Regions from separate parts of the Anas platyrhynchos genome. Here region 2 is linked to region 1. Evidence: chromatin contacts called from public Hi-C data. All regions are on one chromosome and are shown on one strand. The core of a region is the stretch at or near the end of the contact, and the rest is flanking DNA. Distances in the headings are between cores, read along the strand shown. Region 1 has its middle 80 kb from the start of TRNAQ-UUG. Region 2 has its middle 65 kb from the start of TRNAQ-UUG.

Evidence for each region. Hi-C and Micro-C count contacts between places; a contact is called where the count stands out from the background.
Region 2: a Hi-C map of subcutaneous adipose tissue shows a contact between it and region 1, with 2.3 times the contacts expected there. The contact joins two enhancer-like sites. A contact is called at or near these places in 3 of 8 Hi-C or Micro-C datasets (liver, skeletal muscle and subcutaneous adipose tissue).

What each region holds. Positions count from the first base shown.
Region 1 is chr5:47,528,996-47,534,893 of IASCAAS_PekinDuck_T2T, forward strand. No RefSeq gene overlaps it. Among named protein-coding and RNA genes, the nearest start is that of TRNAQ-UUG, 80 kb to the right of the region's middle. Within about 2 kb of position 3,131, at least 4 of the 8 cell types and tissues checked have an H3K27ac peak or open chromatin away from gene starts, as enhancers often do. A contact at or near this core is called in subcutaneous adipose tissue, where this site is marked.
Region 2 is chr5:47,674,111-47,680,008 of IASCAAS_PekinDuck_T2T, forward strand. No RefSeq gene overlaps it. Among named protein-coding and RNA genes, the nearest start is that of TRNAQ-UUG, 65 kb to the left of the region's middle. Within about 2 kb of position 2,226, at least 2 of the 8 cell types and tissues checked have an H3K27ac peak or open chromatin away from gene starts, as enhancers often do. A contact at or near this core is called in subcutaneous adipose tissue, where this site is marked.

The sequences.
Region 1 (5,898 bases), core at 1,881-4,380:
ACAGAGGCGTGTGTTTAAAATAAGGGACTAGTTTATAGGAAAATCCGGAATGTGGGCTGGAACGTGTTCCAGAATTCCACCCTCTTGTCCTGGCTACACAAACAATGTGACTGAGGCCGGCCAACAGTTGTCATGTTTAAATAGAGAGAGAGAAGGAAAGTGGCAAGAATTCCCTCGGCACCATAATCCCTGCAGCCTTGCTACTTAGCACTTTTAAGAGAAAGGCAGATACAGGAAGCAAGAATAAGAAATAGCACACTTCATCTCTTCTCTGCAATAAACACTGCTTAGAATTCCATCTAAGCTGGGAGAATAAACATTTTCAAGGCTTTTCTCTGAACACTTGATCTCAGTGACTAGAACAGTTCATTTTCTTAGCTCGCTCTGCTTTTCCACTGGACGCAGCACTGTCAGCTTTGTACATCTTGCACTCTGAGACATAACTTGAAAACCAAATCCCTGGTTCTTTACTTACAAGAAATCCTACGAACTTTAACAGGATGTTGGCTTTAGTAAAACTACTAGTCTTGACATTGTAACTGCTGCTGAGTTGGCAATTGTGGAAAGAGTTAACGAACCTATTGCTAAGGCAATGACTCTTGCATAAGGGAGTCTTAAGCTATGTTGAGCTAAATTCCTCACAAGGCAATTTGAATTGATGGGCCTTTATAACTACTCAGTCAGAAATGAATGCATAATGCACGGGCCCAGGAATGTCCATCCCACCTGGAGGCTGGCAGGTATCCCTCTTGTGAACTGTTTGTTGCATTTATAATTGATATGAATTGAATGGTTTTATGGTCCCCTTTAACTTTTTTGTAAATTGACTGCCTGCCCTTTAGCATTATGAAAACTGGGGGATGTAGCAGGCTTCTTTTTGTGGGTTGTGACAGTGAATGGCTGGAGGTTTTCGTTTTAATGGTCTCCAAAAATATGTATACTGCACAACAACTGCCCCGTCTCCCCACCTATACAGTAAGTTTGCCACCCACTAAGTCCTTTCATTTTTCATTGGCTTTTTTCCATTGACAATGTCAAGTTCTTCTTCAGACAGCGACATACGAAAGGGTCAAATACTTACACAGGTAGAAGTTCTTAATGCAATCTCTCTTAAAAATGAGCATGGAGCTTCAAATTCAGATAAGGAACAGCAAATCTTTCTCTCTTATTTGTAAGTGCCTCTGAATTATGTGTGGCCTCAGCCTTGCTTAGGGCATTGAGATGTTGCCATCTTCTAAATATTCATCTTTCTATTGTTACTTTTTAATGCAAATATGGGAGACTGGGGAAATCTGGGTCTGTGACAACTTTTACTTTAGACTTGTTGTTAGAACAGGTACTTTTGCCTTTGTTTTTTTTCATCTGTAAAATGGGAAAACTAGTGGCCAGCCTCCCAAAAGCTCTACTGCTAGACTTGAGCAACTGATGTTGTAACTCATGGGAGATTTTGAGTAAAAGGCAATCAGTATGCTAAGTGTTGCATAGCTATTAATCTCCAGGCGAGGTTTTTCAAAGAGCCGAGCAGTCAGTGGTTGTTGTTGACTTCCAATTCAACTCCTAAAGGAAATGCCAAAATAATCAGAACTTCTGCTAGAGGCTTAGTGCTTCAGGAAATCAATCATCTGATTTGAAGATGCACGTGGTCAATTGAGCTCTTCTGAGAATCTGGCCCCTAACGGCTATATTTAAGGTTGGCACATCCTTCTTACACAACTGGCATGCTAAATATTTTGAAAAGCTCTTCTTTCATTTTTCTCTTGTTTCTGAAAAGCAATGTTTACAATACAAGCTTTGAAATATATTTACTTCTTATTTTGCTCCCCAGGAGACCAAAGTCTCCTGTTTATGAACAGATCAGGCAATTACAGCCTGCAGTTCCCCACCCAGTTCTATCAATATGCCTGCATCTTGACCTGGGGGTTAGGAAGTAGTTTGTTCTCTATGCCCAATCAGTCCTCAGCTATCAAGAAGTGTTTTTTTCTCACGCAATATCACCAACTAGCAACCAAATGGAAGCCATTACATGACTTTGCACATGTATCATATGGTAATAACTTGAGATTGTCAAGTGAAAGTGTCCAGAACCCATTAACAACATTTTGAAGTAGTCAATACCCCTCAAAATAACTTTCAAGCCTGTTGTTGAGCAATTGATTGTGTCATAGTCTTCCCCTTTAAAAAGCAGAGCACAGAACAGAGTTGTAGGGCCACTGCCACAAGCATTTGAAAATGAGTTGCCATGCATAACTCTCTCTATCTCTATTTGTAAACAATTGCAAAGGATCAGATTTTTCTTCTGCTTTACTCTTGTAACTAGAGCAAGTCAGATGCGTATATAACTTGGATCTGTAACCACCAGTAGACTTTTGCTTGTATTAGCTTTCAGGTTGTTTGCATTTGTTTAGTTTTGGAAAAAAAGTACATTCCAAGTTATCAAACCCTCAAATATTTGTTAGGAAGAGCCTTTGTTACGCCTGTCCTCAGTTATGAAAGCATGAAATGCTTTCACAAAAAAATGATCTATAAGAATGAACTATGAATGCTATGACTGATGCTGAGAAAAGAAAACGAGTCAAACTTGTTCTTAAAAACTCCCCCATTCTTCTGGGAATTTAGGACCATTTCTTAACACGTAGTAGTATGTATAGTAGTACGTATGCCCCTGTAGTACCTAGATACAACAGAAAGAAAGGATTTCCTATCCCCTTTTTTCCCCCCTGAATTTCTTGTATTCCAACACAATTTTTGTGTGAGATTTATCTGGATTATACTGACTTGCCATGCTCTTGGCAGCAATGTTGCTTCCTATATTTAATCTTCCTTAAGACCGCTCAAATTGTTGTATTAGGCATGCCTGTTATATTCATTTTGAGTGCAGAGAAAAGGGCAGCTGCTTTAACAGTTGTCTTTTCTGTTACAGTCTTATCACAGGAGTTATAAAAATATGGATGTCTTTCAGTATGCATAATTTTATAATCATGAATAAGCTTTGTGCTGCACTGATTCCGGAGAAAATGAAAATTGCCACTGTAGGGCTCTGTGTTGCCAGAAGCACGCGTGTACCTGCGCACACAAGCACATGGCAGACTAGAGAGAGATGTTGCAAATGCGCCTGAGTCTTCCTATATGCATAATATGTCCTTTAGGTGGTGCCATTGTGTTTTTTTAAGATAAGATTGCAGCCTCGAGAACATGTAGGACACCGTAACAAAAAGGATGCAGTGCACAATACATCCTTATACCCGAGGTGACTCGGAAACATCTGAGTGTACAGAGCTATCTCCACGCACAGGATGTAGTGTCGTTAGAGTAAATATAGAGCGGCTGGTGTCAACAATGAGGAAAGCAACACTAGAAGAAGAACGGCAACTTGAAATAGCCAGGAATCTCTCCTTCAAAAAGCTTTCTGAGACACTGTTTAGCTTTTAAATGTTCACATTACTGAGGAAGGAAAAGTGAAGAAATTGAGGGAAAGTATATAGCTATCTGCAGCAGGGGTGATCCACACAGGCTGGATCTGAAGCGCCAGGCGACTCCAAACCCATCCCCAAGCCAAGTGTGGGCACGGTGGTTGGGTTCAGGTCGCTCCAGGCTGTGGTGAGTCATGAGGAATCTTACAAGTATGCAGAGAGAAATTCCTAGGGTGGGTCTCAAAGCAAAAGTGAAATATGTTTTGTCCACATCTCAGACAATTTGTTGCTAAGTGGGCAGGCAGGGTTGCCTCATAGCAGGGACGGGGAAGGAGCAGGGAAAGCAGGAGGCTGACTGCCTGGTTTCACATCTCTGGCTCTCCACTTGCTTGCTGTGTATTTTTAATACATCTCCTAAACTGCGTTCCAGTTTGAAGCAGTGTTGTTTTCCTTAAAGTGATTTAATGTATTTTAGGTGCTTTGAGAATATTGCATTAATGGTGCACACGCACAAAACGTTACTGTCATTGTGTAGATATTTTTTAGATGATGTTGTCTTAAAAATCAAGGCACCCTCTGTCCCATGTTTTCTCACTACATACAGGTCAGAAAAGCACAAAGGTACTGTACGTCTGAAACATTTCCAGCAGTTTCCCTGGACCTGCTTCCAAAGCTCATTGAAATCTTGTTAACAGAATGCTCTACCTCCCTCTGATACCTCACACTGCAAAACAGCTTTGAAGGCCTAGACTGAATAATGAAGGAAACAAGGGCATCTGGGGTCCATTATTTACCCCATTTCATAAGGCGCTTCTACAAAGTCTGCTGCCTGCCTTTTCAGATCCATGACAGAAATAAATACAAAGCCTGGAAAGAGCGAGCAAGTCAGAGTTGTCTGCTGCCCTCTCCACTGCCCCCCTCCCCTTTTCTTCCTGTTTCACAGGACACATTTGTTTCATCTCAGCTAAATGTAGTTCTCTTTCTGCCCAAGACACTTGTTCTTTCCCCTTCACAGACTGTTTATTGCAAGGAGCTCCTTCTTGCTTGGGAAGATGTCTCAACACCTTCGGATGTTTCTAAAGGAGGCCAGTGTGAAGCTTGCTCACTAACAGATTTTATTTTATTTTTATTTTTTTTCTTGTCAAACTGACAAGGACTTGAAGACTTGAATTGCGACTGCGGCTGTGTTACAAAAACACGTGTGAAATGTCAGTAAAGTGATTCCCATCTCAGTGTGCTAATTCACAGGAGGGTATTTTAGAGTAATGGGAGTAATCCGAAATGTTAATGCATCCAAAAGGCTGGAGCTGTTGTGGAGGCAACAAGGTGTGGAAATTTTTCGCAAATTCCAGAGTGCCTGAGCATTTTTAAAAGGCATGGCCAAAAATGCTGCTACGTTGCTTGTGAAAATAAGTGGCTTTCTGGTGAAAACCTTCCAGAATGCTTGGCCAACATCAGAGCACTTGGACTAAGCACTTAAAGCAGCTAGTGTAGGTGAAGGATTGGAGTGCCTACGTAGTTACAGAGGAAATGTCAGTTGCAAACAGTTGATTGAGGAATGTTTTGTTTGTGTGATTTTTTTCTGACTAGATGATAATTTATACTAATTTCTTAGCTGCATAATTTGACGTAGTTCTCTGTATAAATATTGGCACCTCTAGCTTCTGTCCACAGACGTTGAGGGGTTATACGGGGGGTGGAGCAATTATTCATGAACTAAACCCTACACTTATTAAAGTCCTTTGTGAGAGCTATCACTGAAGTTCCTTTTATTTTTATTTATTTTACCTAGATAGGACATCTCCTGCTTTAGCCGCTTCCACTTTGAATTAGTTGAACTGACAGTTCCAAATTAAGTTTGTTTCTTGAGTAAATGAATGTCTGCAAGCCATCTGAAATTGCCTTTCCTTTTGTAACAATTCAGAAATTTCAATAATGTTAATAATACCTCAAAAGAAGACCACAGCAGGATGAAAAAAATAAGAGAGTCTTTAAGTAGTTATTAATTACAGTCCTAAAACCAGCTCTAATAATAATTTATTTGTCCTAAATGAGGGTCTGGGTCTAAAAAAGAAGCCTAGACAGTGCACATCCTGAATTTTGGAGCTGCTGCAGCCTTTGCCGTTCAGTTCTAGCCATTCAAGCCATTTTCAAGAATGAGATAAGGTTTATGTTTCAGTCTCCCTGCCTATTGTTCAAGGAGTAAATGATCTTGTGTTCTCTAGTTTGGGATCAACTTTACTGGACCTTATGTGCCTGAAATGTCACCCAGAATTAATCTCGGAGGTGCAGAGGCTGTTGCTGATTTCTTTTAAGTGCACAAAGCTGCTTCCTGGTTATATTTATAAAACTAATGGGTGACTTTTTTTCCTCTCAGAGAAAATGATAAATCTCGGAGTTCACCAGCATATGTTTCACGGGCAGTTACCAACCTATGATCATGTGCATATCGTCTAAATAAGAGACAGAAAAATCTCCCAGAAACAGC
Region 2 (5,898 bases), core at 976-3,475, 140 kb after region 1:
AATGTAATAAATTATTAGTTCAGGACGTGTAACGGCAGATTAAATGCTGTACTAACTACAATTGTCTGACATGATCCCATTGTCATAAACAGTGGATGTGTGGGCTATCACAGTACCCAGCTGTATAAATTCGATCTGTGTCAGGTCTGAGCATTCCTATTAACTTTTCTATTAACAGTAATTAATTTTCTATTAACATTTCTATTAACTTTACTAGCCATTGTGACCTGCAGCCACCTGTGCAAGTACAGGCACAACTTGACCCAGGACTAAGTTAAATGGTGCAGACAGACAGTGCCCAATTCTGTCTGTCCAGAATCCCGCCACCCTCAGAAGATCGTTGAATGACTGATCAGCATTTTGGGTTATAGAATTATAGAATATCCTGAGTTGGAAGGGACCCATAAGGATCATCAAGTCCAACTCCTGGCACCGCACAGGTCTACCCAACAATTCATACCATGGGTCACCCAGCTATGACTTTTTTATCTGGGAGTAGTAGATCTAGGCCCAGATTTACCCTAACATCAAGTCATAGCCTGGGTCCTTTGTGCAGGTCTCCAAACCCTGTGTAGCCAGAGCTGGCTCTGTCTTTTCTGAGGGAATGAATGCTTGCAGTATGCAATGGCTTCCCCGTGTTCACTGGAGGCCCCAGGACTCCACACTTGTGAGCCATCATCATCAAGCCAACAATTATGCTGTATTGTTTGAGCTTTAACAGACCTTAAATACGTGTCTTACGGAATATTTCAGATAGAGACTGGAGAACTTGTATTGACATAATTACTTAATACCTGCATGCTCAAAGAAGCTGATGGTCAAGGTAATGGAAAAGCAGAAGTTTAATTTATACAGATAGTTAAAGGATTTAGCTATCTTATTTCTTCATAACAATACCTAAGAATCTTTTCTCGTGCCAAACGTGAGGTAAAGGCTTGATTCAAACAGGCAGTAAATTCAATACAAAGCTTCTTCCAAATCCGAGATGCCAGATAGCTTTTCCAATGCGTGATTTAAGCCAGTATTTCCTGCAGTCTGAGACAAGAGAAGAGACGCTGTCCGCAACACTTTAAAGCTAATTAGCTGAAGAGGACGTGGTTGATGCTGAGAATCGCTCGCCACTTCCAGCTGAAGACGCCTGACTGACCCGATAACCACAGGGCAGCAAATGGCAGTCAGTGTAATTAAGGCCCCTCTAATTTGCCTGGTGTCAAAAATGCCAAACCCCAAATTCCACGGTTTCTTCTCTAAGCGTACCATAGGACTAGTCAAAACAGCTATAAATACATTTCCCCTGTATCTGCACATTCCATAAATAGTACAAATACAATTTTATAGCAATAACTGAGGCTGCTCGCTTCAGACAGTTGTGCAGTTTAACTTCTACCATTAGAGCCTGAACTTGGAAAAGAATACAGAACACAGATTCTTGCTTTTACAACTAAAGTGTGTGCAACAGGGTGCTTGCTTATCCATGGGCTGTCTGCCACCCACTAGCAGCACACAACCTTTCAAGAACAGCGATCATCCCGCTTCCACTGAGGCCAGCAAGGATGCTGTCACTGCCTTGGAGGAAATGAGGACAGTGTCCTTGTTTACATACTTTCAAAGGGACTTTCTCCTTTTTTTCCTTTTTTTTTTTTTTTTTTTTTTTTTTTTCTTTTGTTGCATTTTTAGTTCTTAATATTGTTGTATTTTTATCTCATCATATTGTTTGTGTTTACTCCCTTGTAAGGCGTTGCAGCAGGTTAGGTGTTCTCAGGTCGTGAGAACCCAGAGCAATTACTCTTTGATTGATTCTCAGATTGTGATTTGCGTGACTGCATAGGTACGTGCTGATCCAAAGGGGACACTAAATCCGGGGTGCCCAAAGAGCGAGTGGGCACCACAGAGACGCTGAGCTTCCTGACCGGGTCACGGGGATGGTCGCAGCAGAGGCAGAAGCAGGTCTCTCCTTCCCTCTGCGGCATCCTGCAAATCCCAGCGCCCGCTGGGGCTCCGGAGCACCATCACGCTGCACCAGCCGTCACCCGTGGTGCTTCGCTGCCCTCCGCGGTTCTGCCTGGGCTTCCCCTGGGTTAACCCGCCCGGTACGGCCGCGGGCAGCAGGAGCGCCCCGCTCACCGAGCCCCCGCTCTGACGGGAGCGCGCACACGAAGCGCGCCCCCGCCCGCCGCGGCAGCGCGCTCAGCGCGGCCCCGCCCCTCGCCCGCCCGCCCGCCGTGCTGATTGGCCGGCCCGCCGGGCGGCGCAGCCAATGGGCGGCGCGGCGGCGCGGCCGCTCGGGAGGCGCAGCGCGGCACCGCGCGGCGGGAGCGGGGCCGGGATGCGGGGACCCGGGTTCGAGACTGGGCCGGGACCGGGATCGAGACCGGGACAGGGACAGCCGCAGCCCCCGGCCCTGATCCCATCCCATCCCATCCCATCCCATCCCGGTCCCGGGCCGCCTCTCCCCGCAGGCTGTGCCTTTCCCAGCGCGCCCGCCTGCTAGGGAGCCTTTTTTTTTTTTTTTTTTCGGTGCTGATTGAAATCATCTGTTTTGGGTTCTCTGACAAATTAATTGCACTTCCCTCTGACTCAGGGGCCTTCTGACTTTTGAAGCGGATTTTGTCTACATGCCGTCTCCCAGACGAACACAATTTAATTTGCCGGGCTTTAAATGAACTTTGCGTTTCCACAAAGCCAATGAAAGAAGCGTTTGTTCTGGTGGCGGCCTCCACAAGCGTGGTGCGGGGATGGATTTGGGATGGAAGCTGCCAGATGCCTGTTTTCCTGCGGCCGATACCCCGCTCTGAAATGTGTTGCGTCCGGAGGTGCACTGTGCCACCAATGGCGCAGGCCATGAGCCATGTGCTTCCTAGTACCTGAGCACAGTGCCCCTTAATGAACCGCCAGAGCTGCCATGGGATCGAGCCGGGACAGTAACACGGCTGTGCCTGTTTGTTGTGTCAAGAAAATAACCATGGGTTAAGGGTGCCTTCCAGTGCCATCTCCTTTCATAGGGATAAGCAGGAGCTGCCGAGTTCAGCTGGAGTCCAAACTCCCCTCAACCACCCCAAGTGCTGTGCCCGGGCTTATGATTCGGGCCCCTTAATGATACGACTTCTTCCCCAATTCTCTTGGTCCATCCTTCAGGGCTTTTAAAAGTCACCTTTCAAACACACTGAGACAAATTCTGCTCTTCAGTACGTGAATGTTGCTGCCTGTGACCGTACTCTGCATGTCGAAGGTTTGAAAAGGGGCTCAAAGCAGAGCTGTGATGTTAGACAGGGCTGTGCCAGGCTTATGAGGGAGCACTGAAGACAGAGTTTTTACCATGCTCAGATTAGTCTGTATTAGTCTGTATGCTCTGTGCATGGGCATTTTGGGTCATACCTGTTTATCTTCCCTATTTTGAAAAGCACCAGCGTACATAATTGACTCTGTGGGCTTCTACTTTCGTTAGCAGAGGTAGATTTAAGCACATTCTCAAAGCTAAGCGCATGCTGATATAGTTGATAAAGTGGGAATGAAGAGAATCTGCTGTTTTTCTTGGCCCATCCGAGCATTTCTTCCTCTCCCCCTCCCCATGCATTCTAAAATCCAAATGATTTGTAAACATTAATTAATTTATCTTTGCAACTCTGCTGGGAAATAAGGGTGTTATTTTTGATCCTTCCCTTACCTAAAATGCAATTGATACCAAAAGAATTTTGTGAGGCTAACGGGAATCAAACCCAAAATCTGCCCTGTGCCGTAGCTGCCGTGTCCACGGCTCCAAGGGGCAGGGTCTCAACCAGCTCTGAGTGACTGCAGGACTTCTGTCATGGGCTGACCCTCAGACCATCTCGAGTGCTTTGTCTTCTAACTAATTTACAGCTGCTACATTGAAAAGTCAGGTCGAGAGCACTGAGTTAATTGAAAGTCTGTGTTCCCCTGAAGTGTTAGAGAAGAATTAAAACAAAGATATGAAAATCATAGCAATAGGTAGCTGAAATTTCAACACAAAACCTCAGACCCAAACATTCCCAAATGCCAGCAAAATATGTAAGTGAATCCAGACTCCTACTTTATAATTTACCTCTTTATGTGAATTGGCCAAAGCAACCCCCCAATTCTGGGTGCGTCTTGAACCTTTCCATCAACATTTTCAGTTTCACAGAGGTTTTCAATCTGACAACAAACCTGAGCTTTGCAGCTTGCACCTATTTTTATTTTTGATTTCAAATTGTTGCTGTTCCTAGGACTGTCACTTGGAAGAACTCACCCTTTGATTTCGAAGTGGAGCACAGTCAGTAGGAGCCTCAGCAAAGCTTTACTTAAGTACCAGAAGCGAGCGAATTTAGAGCTATTCAGTAACACACTTGCACAATCCGAGCTCAGAGCACAACCACAGTTTTCAGGCCTGTATGTACCCGCAGGAGTGCTGGTGCTCTCCAGAGAACACAAGAAAATGGTAGGAAAACGTCTTAGTCAAATGGCACATTTCAGGATGCTGAGTGGTTTGCAATCTGCTCGCGTAATAATGTTGATAATGATATTCAGTGTCTTTGCTTAAGCTTTTCTGTATTTATTATGCAAGCCTAAGAGGTCTGTCAGAAACGTAGCTAGAGATTGGACATGGAATCTGCAGCTGTTCAAACTTTTTACTATCCGGCCACAATAGTTACTAAGGCACATTGAAAACTGTCTGTTGTGAGTCTACTATTAACACTTCAGGGTTGTGAAGCAACATGAAAAACAGTCGCTGTTTCAGGCTTTTTCAGAAATGTCTTGGACAAGGATGGCTACATTCAGCTGGACCACCCAATCCTATCCCGCCCTTGCATGTTTTGCCGTGCTGTGAAATAAAAGTGCCCTAGGTGCACGCAATCTGGCTATGACTTTGCAGACTTGCACTCAATTCTGGCAAAAGCCAGGTAAAGGGGATTTTGTGTCTGTTTAAATCAAAACTCCCACTGACTTGAAAATTCTCCTTGCACCAACCCCTTACAGTTTACTTGAATAATAAAGAAACTTAGTGTAAAGGAAAGGCCATCGAGTTGCTTTGCCATCAAGTTATGAGGTAGTGGTGAGGGGTCGTTCTTGTGCCCTAGATGAAGGTCTCTGTAGCATGATCTTGAAGGCTTAAATGTGCATCTTTATGACATTTTAGGTCAATATCATGTTGTCATGTGTTGATGTTGAGAACCATCTTTCATTTTATGGTGAAAAGATAACTGACTTTTATTGTATGTGTATATTTTGCAGCTCTACAGCAGTAGAACGTGCTGTGCAATTCTCTTTTACCATCCAATTATACTTTAGAGCACCAGCTTTTAATACAGCGAAAAGTCTAGGTATGCAATAAATGCACCTCTAGACACAAGGCAGGACTCAGCAATAGTCCACTAGCGTCAACTCAGAACAGTACAGAACCTGAAGCAAATGGGATTTGACCTGCTTCCCCTGTTTATATTAGTTTGTGATGAAGGATCTGTTTTCTTTTTTTCTTTTGGTAAGAAGGCACTGTCCACAGACCATAACAGTTGTGTCAGAGTTTTGGCTCCAGCCTGGCTCCTATCAGTTCTTTTTGCTCATCCTTCTGCGATGCTAGGATCTACCCGAACTTGCCTCTCATTTTCCCCCTTCCCCTGTAGTGGGAGGTAATTACGTTTGACGTGTCTCCCTGGCTGAGAGAGGAAGCAAAACTGTGAGATCCTGTGCCAGGATCAACTTGCAGGCAGGGAGAAAAGAGAGGGGGGCAGGCTGGCGACCTGACTGCCTGCACAATGCTGCTGGGCATGGGGAGCTGCAAAGGGAAGCCTGTGAAGCTGGCTTCAGGCTGGGTGCTTCCTTGGGACAAAGCAGGGGGAAAAGTCAGTGCTGGGTGACTCCAGCGAAAGCACGAGAGCAGACATCTGGGAGTGGAGCCGCGCC